Regions from separate parts of the Rattus norvegicus genome. Here region 2 is linked to region 1. The links are chromatin contacts, called in public Hi-C maps. All regions are on one chromosome and are shown on one strand. The core of a region is the stretch at or near the end of the contact, and the rest is flanking DNA. Distances in the headings are between cores, read along the strand shown. Region 1 has its middle 110 kb from the start of Kynu. Region 2 holds the start of Kynu (kynureninase).

Evidence for each region. Hi-C and Micro-C count contacts between places; a contact is called where the count stands out from the background.
Region 2: a contact with region 1 is called in a Hi-C map of liver, with 5 times the contacts expected there. The contact joins the promoter of Kynu here to the enhancer-like site in region 1. A contact is called at or near these places in 3 of 12 Hi-C or Micro-C datasets (kidney and liver).

Annotation. Positions count from the first base shown.
Region 1 is chr3:48,074,791-48,081,486 of GRCr8, forward strand. No RefSeq gene overlaps it. Among named protein-coding and RNA genes, the nearest start is that of Kynu, 110 kb to the right of the region's middle. Within about 2 kb of position 3,916, at least 2 of the 93 cell types and tissues checked have an H3K27ac peak or open chromatin away from gene starts, as enhancers often do. A contact at or near this core is called in liver, where this site is marked.
Region 2 is chr3:48,183,264-48,190,633 of GRCr8, forward strand. Kynu (kynureninase) reads left to right here and starts at 5,023. Exons shown (of 14, transcript NM_053902.2): 1 at 5,023-5,066.

The DNA of each region.
Region 1 (6,696 bases), core at 2,666-5,165:
TGAGCTCCATAGAGACAGCGCCCAGGCAGGCGAGAGCCAAGGGAGCACTGAGCAACTCTGTGCCTCGCAGAGGAAAATCAACTAAACATGGACAAAGGAACTGAGGCAAAATGTCCTCATATGCATTCTTTGTGCAAACCTGCCGGGAGGAGCACAAGAAGCACCTGGATGCTAATGTCAACTTTGCATTGTTCTCCAAGAAGTGCTCAGAGAGGTGAAGGACCATGTCTGCTAAAGAAAAGGAGAAATTTGAAGACATGGCAAATGCTGACAAGGCTCGTTGTGGAAAAGAAATGAAAACCTCCATCCATCCCCAAAAAGGGGAGACCAAAAAAAGTTCAAGGACCCCAATGCCCCCAAGAGGCCTCCTTTGTCCTTCTTGTTCTGTGCTGAGTACCGCCCAAAAATCAAAGGTGAACATCCTGGCTTATCCTTTAGTGATGTTGCAAAGAAACTAGGAGAGATGTGGAACAACACTGCCATGGGTGACAAGCAGCCCTATGAAAAGAAGGCCGCCAAGCTGAAGGAGAAGTATGAGAAGGATATCGCTGCCTACAGAGCTAAAGGAAAACCTGATGCAGTGAAAATGGGGGTGGTCAAGGCTGAGAAGAGCAAGAAAAAGGAGGAGGAGGAAGATGATGAGGAGGATGAAGAGGACGAGGAAGAGGAAGAAGAGGAAGACGTAGATGAAGAGGATGATAATGATAAGTTGGTTCTAGTGCAGTTTTTTTTCTTGTCTATAAGGCATTTAACCCCGCCCCCACCTCATACAGAACTCACTCCTTATAAAGAAAAAAATTGAAATGTAAGGCTGCGTGAGATTGGTTTTTAAACTGTACAGTGTCTTTTTTTGTAACACACACTACCAGATATGTCTTGAGATAGCCCTGTCCTGGTGGAATTTTCAATAGCCAATAACCTTACCTGGTACAGTCTGGGAGATGTAAATTGGCATGGAAATTAAAGCAGGTTCTTATTGGTACACAGCACAAATTAGTTGTATATGGAGACAATGGTTTATTTTTCTTCTTTTGGTTTTATTGTGGAATTCTTTTTCATCTGCAGTTGTCTCTGATGCAGCTTCCATGAAGGTAATTGTGCTGTTAACTGAATACCACTCTGTAATTGCAAAAAGAAAGAATGCAGCTGGTTTGTTGACATTCTGAATGCTTCTAAGGAAATACAGTTTTTTTTAATTAAAAAAATAAGATTCAGATTAAAGGTTGTTCTTCCCAGTTCAAATAGTTTAGTTAAGAAAAATCTCACCTGGGTGTGCCCAGTTGCTTGTGTTTTAGTTTATTCCAAATGCAGTCAAAGTTAACAACCAAGAATGGCCGTCGCACTGAGGGCTATACTGCATTATGGAAAATGTATTATTAAGTTGTGTGCAAGAGAATTTTCTGACATTAAACACCAAAGTTCTTCAGTTTAAGCAAGAAATTAATCCCCTCTGAAATTTCTCTTACTCAGTCTGCTGACATGCAAAGTGTGACAGTTGGTGAGCTCTCATGCATATGATGATTGATCGTTTGAGTATAGTTTGTTTTGCTCTTTGTGTTTGCTATGATGGCTCCGAGATAAGTTTGTTCTGTGGCTCTTTACCAGTCCTTGAAATCTACAAGTCCTGTATGTCGTATACAATATTTTACTAACCCCAAAGGAATATGGCTTATTCTAGCAGTCTCACAGGGTAGGTCATAAAACAAGTTATTTAGCTGTTTCTCATAATCTCATTTATTTAAATCACAGATCAAATTAATTCAAGTAACCGTCAGGGCAGCAGGAACTGTTTCTTCATCTCTACAATTTTCCTACTGTTGTCTGCATCCCTTAGTCTCCTGTACAGCAACAACCATCCATTCCTCAAAAATAAAGGAGACACTAAGACTGTGTGGATCATGTGGCTGTTTAGACTTTGTTTGGTTCAGGGTGGAAGCCAAGAAAACTCACTCCCAAGACAGAAGCTTATAATATAAGCTTTATTTTCTGTGCAAGCACAGAGGCAGCCTGATTAGGATACGAATCAAGTCTTGGAAGAAAGATTGCACATTTTTTTACGATGGGAACAAAAAGTAAGGAGGAGCAGGGTGGGCTGTTGCATTTACCAAACATGTTTTGACACTGGGGGTGAGCAAAGAAGTTAACATTGGTGACTGTGCCTTATCCTGGTCTCTTGGTTTCAGGGTCCTTGAGTCAGCTTTTGTAGCCAGGTCTCCACCTGGACTCTTACCTGGAATTTAGAATGATAAGGGATCAAAGGAGTAGGCAAGCTGCCCACAGTCAATTAAGTCAAGACAGGCAACACATTTATGACTTGTGTGCCTTAGTTTAGGTAACAAGGTGACAGCAACTTCCTTCTTTATATCCTTTACTGCTTAAGATGCAAACATGAAATGTCTGAAGGAGCAGGATAGGAGCCAAGTTGCAGGACTTAGGAATGTGATTCAGTTTGTCCGCAAGGTAGAACTTTTCCTGAGATGGCTGGACCCAAGAAACTGTCTTCTAATAACTTGAACTTAAACTCTTTGCTTTACTTTGATGTCAATATATTATGTCTTTGGTGTTTCCTTCAATGGCTGCTAGACTGAGTTTGTATCTCTTGCTCATCCCTATCTTCATATCTGTGTCTATATCTGTCTATCTATCTACATCTATATACCTAATTAGATTTCATACTGTTGCAGTAAATACGTAATCTCAAACTCAACCCCGCCTTTGATCATTCAGTTCCTAGCTAAAGGACACAAAAGTTTTATATTTATAATAATTCTTTAAAACACTAGATCTGGTCAGATATCTAACCTACACTACTATGTGTACTTCCTTGCCAATAACTTTGAGGTATGAATTGCCATGTTCTGTCCAGGCTACCCTTATTCTGACTAGCCAGCCCTCATGGCCAGTTTTCACAATCCCTTATCCCAAGGTATATTTTGCTCTCTTCACCTTCTCTCTCTTTCCTCTCCTTGTCTTACCTCCAACCCCAAGGAAGGGAACTGAAACCCTGCCTGCCTCTCTTCTACCCAACTAGAGGTTGTAGATATCTTTATTCAACTAATAATTTTAAGTTAAGGAGTAAGGTTACATAGTATCTCTTGGAGTCCATGAGGATTTCCTTGTCCTTGGGGGCAACCAGACCTTGGAGGCCAATATTTAACATTACAATATGTAGTCACAGACCAAACGTCAACATCATATACCACTGGCTCTTCCCAGATACATCCTGGGTCTCCCGCCCACTGGACAACCTGCCAAGGTTCATATGCATAAAAAAGGTGACTCCTTCGCCAAAGAATCCAGCATCTGTCAGTTCAGCTATGCCTATGAGTTTGTGAGTCTCTCCATGCTACATGCTTTAACATTCACTGGGTCGATAAGTTGTAGGCCTGGAGCTTGTGTTCATAGCTGCTGTGATTTCATGACTGCAGAGGTCCTGACATGTCCAAAAGACATTTTGTCATCTGGTCATCCTTGTTCTTTGACTCAACCTTTGTCTTTTTCCAAGATGTTCCTTGTGTGGGCCAGGGTGGGATACAGATGTCTCATTTGCTGTTGAGGAGTCCTCAGACACTTGTTCTCTACACTTTAACCCATCGTGAATTTCTTCATGAAATGCGGTCTACTGTACAAAGGAACTTCTCCACTGAGTTCTGAAAGTCACATTATTCTCTCTCTCTCTCTCTCTCTCTCTCTCTCTCTCTCTCTCTCTCTGTGTGTGTGTGTGTGTGTGTGTGTGTGTGATTAAACAAGAAATCAAAAAATGAGAGAGGAATACTATTTAGTTTCTTTCTCTTGTGGTTTGACAGTAAAAGAAAATTGCTGAAGATGTGGAGAAAGTATATGCTTCCGTACTTCCACCGACAGAGGACTAACTTTCCAGCGTTAGTCCTGCCCTGGTCATACACTGTTTATTGACTCAAACATGAAATTCATGAGAGGTTGCAAAATAACTGCATCATAAGCACATTGACCATGATTCATGGACTACCTTTGATCTTTTTGGGTCAGATCTTTTTTTTTCCTGTTTCTTCTCTAGAGAACACCATTCTTTTTCTGTTTGTGTCCCATGCCTTGCCAACACTTGCTGAAACAATTTTCCATGTTACATTTCTGCAGTTGATCTCTGCCCTTGCTGAACCTGCTTACAAAGTCGTCATGTAGGAAAAAGCCTTCAAAAACTACCGAGGACAGGTAAATAGCACTCTTAAGCTGAATCCGCCTCCAGCTATGCTTTAATATACAGAATGACATATGAGGGAACTTACTTTGGGTTCATCAATAACCTTGGCAGCTAGCTTGCTTTTTTTATTCTTACTTGAAGTAAAATATCACTCAACCAAAACCAGGAACTCAACCTTTATACAGTGTCTTCTCCTTTGTCCTATAAATGTTCAAGACAGTGAAGGAATTCATGAAAAGGACCACTAGTAGGTAGCATGCCTACACCTACGTCATGGCATGTATTTCTTTGCACTGTCTGGAAGCTTTTGTCCTCCAGTTTTCAGAAAATATATTCATGGAGAAGAGTATAAGACACAGAAATGTCTGTAGCAGGAAGCTGAATTGTGGAAGCAATGTCAAAACCACCAATAACAAGAAGAACAGCTATGTTTCTTGTTGAGATTTTGTGGTTAGTTGATACAAACAGGTAAAGTATCTTAATAGTATGGCTTTTGTTTTGTTTCGTTGCCACATGTTGGCCTGTTCTACCTTGTTAACTTCTTTCTATGAAGTTGCTGACACAGATAATCCCCAAAATCAATATCTATGCAACTCTGACCTGACCATTTTCACCTGCTTTGACCTCTGGTTATTGCATCTAGTGACCTACAAAGATTAAAATGTGGTTAGTTTTTAAGACCAGAATATCACAGAGAACAACAAACATGCTTAGCACCTCATTAATAATTAATTCTCAAAAACCTCTCCATTTTCCTTGTACTAAAAATCTTTTATACATCTATTTTCCTCTTTGTTTCTTCATTTGTTATCAAAAAACATTTATAATTTTTCAAATAGGTAGGAATATGTAACAATAAAATCTTCTCTAATAGTATCTTGGAGATGAAGAGAGACTAAAAATTAACAAATAGACAATATGTTATTTGCTGCTTTGAGATTCCCTTGGTCTAGGATTTCTAAGGACAGTCCTGTATTAGCAAAAATAGGAGTACCCGAGAACATATCAAGGATGCAAATTCTCAGGTCAGATCGCAGCCATATCAGAACCTCTAGAATAGCAATGAGAAATCTCTGTAGTTAGAAATATTCTGATAAATCTGATGCTTGATTGATTGATTAACTTTGCACAACATTGTTCCAAGTAGTTTCTCTAGAACAGATTAAACTGTATTTAGGCATGAGGTGACTAAAAGGATGAGTAATAAAAAAATTTCCTTAATGTAACAGAAAAAGATGTAAAAAAGGATGGACTGACTTCATTAGTGGACGTGATCATTTTCATCAATGTGACAAAATATTCAAATTTGCATAAAGGAGTAAAAATTGACTTGACTCACAGATATAGTTCTTCTAGGTCAATTAGTTCTCTTGCTTCTGGGTCCACTCACAGGAAGGAAAAGCAAAGTGGTACATCTTATGAGAGATGGACAGGAAGCATGGAAACTAACATAGAATGAACATAGGATTAAGATATATCTTTGAGTTAAAGCATTTACTTTCTCTATTGAAGCATAGTTCTTCAAAATTATGGATCCACCAACAGATTAACTTCTTGAGTAGAACAGAGAAATCAGAATGCAATCATTTTCCAGGGCCCAGCATGTGGCAAATAATCCCTTAATATACCAGCCTCTGGGGGAACATTCGTTCACCAGAATGTTCACAGGAACAGTCCCACAACCTTGTAATTATTATTATTAATTTTTGACTACAGATATAGATCCTATTCTGACTGCCTTTCAATGGTTGACATTTTTCTAATAGAAATAGCTATGTTACATATATGAAACTTGTTTTCATATTTTTAAATTGAAAAGCATAGGAATCCCACAGTCTTCATTTCAAATGAACCATGTGCTAAGGCATAAAAATATTTTATATGTAAGGTTTCTAGTGAAGAGTGTTGTGCTTGGATTTCCCTTTTATTTGACTTGGGATTCTAAAATAGTATAAATATTGTCTTAGAGAAGGTTGATAGCTAAATAAGTCCATGGAAATCCCTACACAACACATTTAATAAATATCGGATAAAGCTGTTTGATGTTTGTAGTCTTGTATCTGCATCTTTCCTTACTATGTATAATTAAATACATGGAGGCAGCAATCTGATTTAAAATCATGACTTGTTCTGAATTATTTCCAGTGCATAGAGTTACTGGTATTTGTTTATACTGAAATAGAAGAGGTATTTCTGATTATTTAATAACTACTATTTACTCTGAATAAATAGGAATCGAGACAATATCTTTGCGTCCATGATGCCTCCCAAGGACACTACTAACTCTGCCTTTAATTCTTCAAAAAATTACAGTTGGTGCACTTACTTTGCTTAAAGAAACTTCTTCATGTGACCGTCTATAGAAGAGAAGTCACAGATAGAGTTCCCAGGTAGTTGCTAAGTAGATTAAACAACAAAATGGGAGCAAAGTCTAGAGATAGAAGCATAAACCCTCTAAGGACAGAAAGAATTGATCTTTTCACCCAAATCAAATACTTCCAAATCAAATCTCACTT
Region 2 (7,370 bases), core at 3,773-6,272, 110 kb after region 1:
GTTCATATGGGGTCTCAAGCCCCTTCAAGCTCTTCTAGTCCTTTCTCTGATTCCTTCAACGGGGGTCCTGTTCTCAGTTCAGTGGTTTTCTGATGGCATTCGCCTATGTATTTGCTGTATTCTGGGTGTGTCTCTCAGGAGAGATCTATATCCGGTTCCTGTTGGCCTGCACGTCTTTGCTTCATCCATCTTATCTAGTTTGGTGGCTGTATATGTATGGGCCACATGTGGGGCAGGCTCTGAATGGGTGTTCCTTCTGCCTCTGTTCTAAACTTTGCCTCCCTATTCCTTGCCAAGGGTATTCTTGTTCCCCTTTTAAAGAAGGAGCGAAGCATTCGCATTTTGGTCATCCTTCTTGAGTTTCATGTGCATCTAGGGTAATTCAAGCATTTGGGCTAATAGCCACTTATCGATGAGTGCATACCATGTGTGTTTTTCTGTGATTGGGTTACCTCACTCAGGATGATATTTTCCAGTTCCCTCCATTTGCCTATGAATTTCATAAAGTCATTGCTTTTTTTTTTAATTAACTTGAGTGTTTCTTATTTACATTTCAAGTGTTATTTCCTTTCCCGGTTTCCGGGCAAACATCCCCCTAATCCCTCCCCCTCCCCTTCTTTATGGGTGTTCCCTTCCCCATCTTCCCCAATTGCTGCCCTCCCCCCAACAATCTCGTTCACTGGGGGTTCAGTCTTAGCAGGACCAAGGGCTTCCCCTTCCACTGGTGCTCTTACTAGGATATTCATTGCTACCTATGAGGTCAGAGTCCAGGGTCAGTCCATGTATAGTCTTTAGGTAGTGGCTTAGTCCCTGGAAGCTCTGGTTGCTTGGCATTGTTGTTCATAAGGGGTCTCAAGCTCCTTCAAGCTCTTCGAGTTCTTTCTCTGATTCCTTCAACGGGGGTCCCGTTCTCAGTTCAGTGGTTTGCTGCTGGCATTCGCCTCTGTATTTGCTGTATTCTGGCTGTGTCTCTCAGGAGCGATCTACATCCGGCTCCTGTCTGCCTGCACTTCTTTGCTTCATCCATCTTGTCTAATTGGGTGGCTGTATATGTATGGGCCACATGTGGGGCAGGCTCTGAATGGGTGTTCCTTCTGTCTCTGTTTTAATCTTTGCCTCTCTATTCCCTGCCAAGGGTATTCTTGTTCCCCTTTTAAAGAAGGAGTGAAGCATTCACACTTTGATCATCCGTCTTGAGTTTCATTTGTTCTAGGCATCTAGGGTAATTCAAGCATTTGGGCTAACAGCCACTTATCAATGAGTGCATACCATGTGTGTTTTTCTGTGATTGGGTTAGCTCACTCAGGATGATATTTTCCAGTTCCAACCATTTGCCTACGAATTTCATAAACTCGTTGTTTTTGATAGCTGAGTAATATTCCATTGTCAGCACCCCTTCTTAAGGAATGGTTCCACTCACAGTGGTCTGAGTCTCCTTGCAGCAATTAACATAAGACAATACTCTGCAGATATGCCCACAGATCAACTCCATGTAGATAATGCCTTTGGTGAGAGTCTTCCATTTGATTTACAGCTTGTTTATTACAGCTAAGCATCAGATGCTCTCAGTTGCATCAACTCTTTCATCAGAAGATTAATGTTGAGTTCAGAGGTATGTGAGGGAAATACAATGCCAGTTAGCCCTCAGTCACTCCAAAAGGAATTCCAACCCATTTGAAGTGCTCACTTATTTCTAAGCACGGCAGATAATGAAAATATTTGAATATAAGACTATTCTTAAAGGTTCATGAACTGTAACACGAACTTCAATAGTATAAACCTGTAGGTAAAATCAACAAAGCCGGTCCTCAATTCTAATTTTAACATTGACCTGGAGGAAACTGGAATGTCGCCTATCAGTTAATGGCAATAAAATTATCCCAATATGCTACAGTATGATATAGGATAACATTTAGTCATTTGGAAAACAAAAATATATTTTTGGACATGTACAGAGTTAGTTAATATGGTACTCATGAGCATGATCTACGAAAAATAATTCGAGAGTCATGGATTGACTCCTTGTGCTCAAGGATGTACTCTAATCCCCAAATACTCCTTACAACTCTGCTAAAACATTGGAGAAATAACTGAAATACGCAGTGAATCAGAAAAGACACTACATAGAGTAAGATGAAGAGTGTGAAGAATCTCTACGAAAATTAAACAACGCAATCTAGAGTCATCTTTGTAGGGCGAGAAGATAGAAGATAATGACAGAGTAGAGTAACTAGGTACCCTGTCTCTTGTTACTCTACATCTGGTCTTTTGTAACCCTAGATACAGTCTCTTAAAGCTTGGTGAAAAGTCTGGTAAACACTAAGCTATTTAGCCAAGTCCTAAAGGAATGTACTTCAAGAAGAAGGAAGGGGAAGATTTCCAAATTTCTTATCTGTGAATAGGCAGAAACACAAGGGAAAGAAAGTGAGTGAAAAACCCAGGAAAGGTGTGATTTTTCCTGCAGGGAATGCAATAGGCAAGAAGAAGCCACAACAAGTCTTGCCAGAGAAGATTACACTTTGGGTCCAAAAATGGATTCATAAGACAGAAATGGAAAGTGACTGGTACGTACAAAAACATAACAGGCAGGACTTCAGGGTAAAGATTGAAGATCAAACAGGAAAACCATGGGAAGGGATAGAAAAGAAAGGAATTGAGGTCAAATTGTAAGTCACAGAACAGACTAGAACCCGAAAACATATTCCTTTATATAACACTAAAGACATCTGGAATTAGAAGATGATAGAAAGACAGACTAATAATAAGTAGATAAGTTATAGATAGACAGGTAGATAGATAGATAGATAGATAGATAGATAGATAGATAGATAGATAGATAGAGTTCATGTTATTGTATATATATACAAATATATGTATATATACTGTATACTGTTATATATATCAGGAAGTAAAATACAGTAGTACATAACAGAGTAAGATCTCAAATGTAGGAGCTCCTGAGTTCAAAGCCAACCACAAGCCCTGGCATCCATGAAGCCAGGAGACTAAATATGGTCATGTCATAGGAATAAGTGCAAGGGAATGACCCTTAATGGAATGAGGGGTCAAATGTCATAAATGAAGATGATTTTGGCATAAACTTACAAACTAGAGGAAAACATTTCTAAGTTCAGACTTACATCGTTTAGGATAACAAGATATAACCTGAGCTATGACTTGCCTAGTGTCCAGCTAAACATACAAGATTACCACAACCCAGAACAGATATAGGTCCACGACTCTGAGCAAAGCAAATCTCCCTGATTCTGGATAATGGGATGGAAATGCAACACTACCTACAAGGGGAATAGGTTTTTCCTGCTCTGTCTATGCCAACGTGGCATGCTCATACCACAAAATGATTTTTTTTAAATAAAGACAATGATAACTTCCTAATATAGAACATTTAAGGGAACTGAAAAATAAATTATGAAATATAACTAGTGGGGTAAAATAAAAGGACAGAATACAAGAATCTCAAGTCTGTAAGAGATAGAACAATAGGAGTGAAGAACAGAGCCAGACCTCAGCTTCAGTCTGTGTGCACTGCAGTAATTGCTCCAACACTTACCAAATACATGACAGCAGGACTTTGACCTGTCCATCTTTATCTCTCTCTTCAAGCCCAGTCAACAAGGGAATATGGCGTTCTCTCCTGCATAGCAGAACTAATTTTCTAAAATTCTGATGACACAAAACTTCACATGATAGAAAAATGAATAAATGTGTTACAAGCTTTAGATTTCTTTATTCAATTCCAATTTTTATAATTCCTATTGAATCAAGTGAGGATTTTATAGTTTATGGTTTTAACAGTGGTCAGTAAATTATCTCAAAGTAACCTCATGACCTCCATTGTCCTCTCTTAGAGGCCGAGGACAGTACATTTTGTGTGGGTAATTTGAGGAAAACAAAGAATGTGTCCAATGGATTTATACGTCATGGTACAGTGGGTTTTCCCTTTGTTGTTTTTCTAGCTCAACAATCTTGTAAGGGAGGTGCATTTTCTGTTTATCAGGTAGATAGGAGCCTGAGCCTGGGCCACGGTTCAGCAACTTGTCCAAGATTACAGCGAAGACACAGAGTAGACTGAAGAAGGCCTTACAAAGAGCGATGTGCTGTGGGCTTAGGCAAGGCACGGGAGCAAACGCGCAGTGACCCAGGCAGTCTCTTCTGTAGTGATTATTCTGAAAGCCTTTGGTCTTAGTTTTTATGCCTAATATGGTATTTCTCAAAAGACCTAAGTTCAGGTTAGGCCAGGAGAAGTAATCTAAGCTGAACGCAGCTCAGAGAGCAGAGTTCACAGAAATAATTAGCACTAATGAGATCCCAGGCCTCTGTCCTCTTGGATTTCCAAGCCCTACCTCTTCTCTCTGTGGTTATCATACTATCAAGATTTATGACCTCAAAAATTTTAAATTCCATTTATTAGGCCATAAAATATTTTGGGGAGTTAATGGGCTATATTAATTTTTCTTTTGCAACAAGTCCCTCCATATTTAGGGCAAAGCACTTGAATCAGTGGTAGGTACCACCACACCCGGTTTATTTTAAATTTTTGTATAAAATCTGTATCCATTATAAGGCAAATGCCCTGCAATCAAAATTGATCAGTGGTTCACTGTCTCAAAATCCAGGAGAAATGCGTCCAGATTTCAAAGAAGGCATTTCTCTGGGTTTCGGATTTTTTTTCTTGGAGTACAGATTGAAAATAAATGCAGATTTTGGAGATCAGTTCTCTAACACAGTGCTCACAGCAGAGCTACATAGGTCAAGAAGTCGCTGCGGAGGTCTAGAACCCACAAGGAAGAGTTGGAAGAGGCTGTCAGCAGAGCCAGATGTTTGGCAAGCTGGGGTGGGGATGGGGGAGGTGCCGCATTTTGCTTAGTTTTTGTTGGTGGTTAGAAATTTGCAACCCGATTCAACTGGGTGGGAGGAACTAAAGTTGACATGCAAATTTTCCACAGGGTGGAGTCTTATTGGTTGTGGCTACCTAGGGACAAGGAAATATCAGGCATCCCCTGAAAAGGTACTGGAAACTGAGGACCCTATCTGGATCAAAGCAGGTAAGCAAAGAGCAGGCCAAGGCACAGCTCTGAGCCTAAACAGACATTCACTTTCCTTGTTCTTTTCCAAACGGAACTTCTCTCTACTTAACGGTGCAGTCCTTTGGGGATTTCTTTTCCTGCTTTCTTCTTTCTGTATAAATTATCTTCATAAACAAAACCGGCATGGCCTCCCTTAAAGCCTGCACCTCTAAACCCAGGATAGAGAAAGCGGATGAAGTTGCAGTCCCGGCAGGTTAGCCCGGCACTCATTGCAGTTTTAAATGCTCGGGTAGAACAAGCCTAGGTAAAGAAAGTCCATGTTGAAAGGAGCTTTCTGGTTTCTGGTTTGTCCTGTGCTGCTATTCGTCACATTAACGTTTAGAGAAGTGAAAGTGTATTTTCTTGACGGGAGTTTCTTCCCCTTTTATTTTCTAGAGCATTTTGCCTAAGCGTATACAGAATTTTTTTTTTGTATTTGGTAAATGGTTTTTTCAGTTCCCTGTGGGTTTGCTACTTAAGGAATGTGGGAACAAACTCCAGGATCTTGTACTGCTCAGCTAGGCTGGTTGTACCCGTGATGTCACCCAATTCTCAATGACAGTCTTACAGAAGCATGCTTTGCACACCTGTATATAAATTTTTTACTTCCCCTGATGAAGTGTGGCATTTTACGAATGTATCTTTACCAGCTTCTAAACTTTGAACTTGGTATCCCTTGGGAAGGACTCTTTGCTAGGCAAAGATTAACTATTGAGCGCTGGGTCACTAATTGAGCTGGTTGACCTTAGACCCGTAGGGTCAGGGAGAGATCTCTAATTTGTGACTCCTTTATTACCGATGGTCAGCACTTCAGTAAGCACAGCCTTTCACCCATGGAAACGTAGCTACGTAAATAAAACCACAAAGACCAATTTTCAAAATTTCAAGTGCATAATAGGAGAATGAAATCAATTTCCATCAGAACACAGCGATATTTAAAACTCCTATGGAAATACCTCATGAAGGTGACTTGACGCTAACCACAGGCTCCTTTAAAAAAAATCAAATTGAACTTTATTTTATATAACAATGACCAAAGTGGGTTCGGATGACTTGCACCCCAGCATATGACATGTTTGTTTGCCCTTGTAAAAGTAAGCCATGCTCAATACATGAAATATGAAATTTGACAGTTATTATAAGCTAGGAGTTAATGTCTTCATTTTCAAACAAATCATGTCAATTTACTTGCAAATGATTAGTCTAAGTAAGGCGTAAAATGATGTTTTGAAGCACTGATTGTCTTAGCTGGGGGAATGGACACAGAATTAGGCAGCAATTAATAGGCGCTAATCAGTTCTCTCTCGGGGCAAAGGCCTTGAGTAAGCCTTGCAGTCTGCTGGCACTGTGCAGAGGGGTACCCTGGAAGGAAGCACCATTTCAGGGAAGACATCCCTGTACCTACTCCCATCTCCAACGTAACAAGCCCAGAAGTGTAAAGAGCTACACATTTGCGTGAAGAGATTAGATTTTACTATAAAGGCATAAAGGCTTATGCCTGTAACCCCAGGACTTAGGAAGCAGGGGATTCGTGGACTCCAGATAAGCCAGGACTGTATCATGATGCTTTGTCCCCAAGTATTTCTTAAGAGGAAATAAATTCTCCTATAGACCATGCTGCTGTATAGAGTTAATGTGGAATTACAAAAAGAAAACAGAGGAAAGGGAAATAAGCAAAAGCCATTGATTTTAAAAATCAGGAAACAGAATACAAGGAAATAAGAGGTTGCTGTGAACAGGGGTTTTTCTCCTTCTGAGGAGGGGCTTTTCTCCCTGTGAGCTGGGGGTTTTCTCCCTCTGAGCAGGGGGTTTTTCTCTGTGGGTCTGACTACACACCTTCCTTCATAAAAGAGGCCCAGTTTGCTCTGGGCTTTCAGACACACTTGACTGTAAACTTTACCTCGGCCTCAGAGCCCATTGAATGTGTTGTGCAGTCATTGGCCTCCAAGGTAAGTAACCCTAACTCCTCAGTATTCTTACAAGGATGAACTAACTGTTGATGCAAACACACTAACATGTTTCTTGTTTGTTCGTTTTGGGATAGGGTCTTGATACGCAGTCAAGACTCACAATGCGTCAGTCTCTTGCCCAGTACAATTACTGGGATGAAAGAAATGTGTCACCATGCCCAACGTGATGCACATTGTTCACATGCTTCACCATGAAATCAGAAGCATTATTTTACTTTTCGAGAGCTATATGCCTGAGTCATCATATATGCTCAATAAACATTTGTGGGATTAGGGGAGGAATAACTACCATTTTTCACATTCAGAACATAAG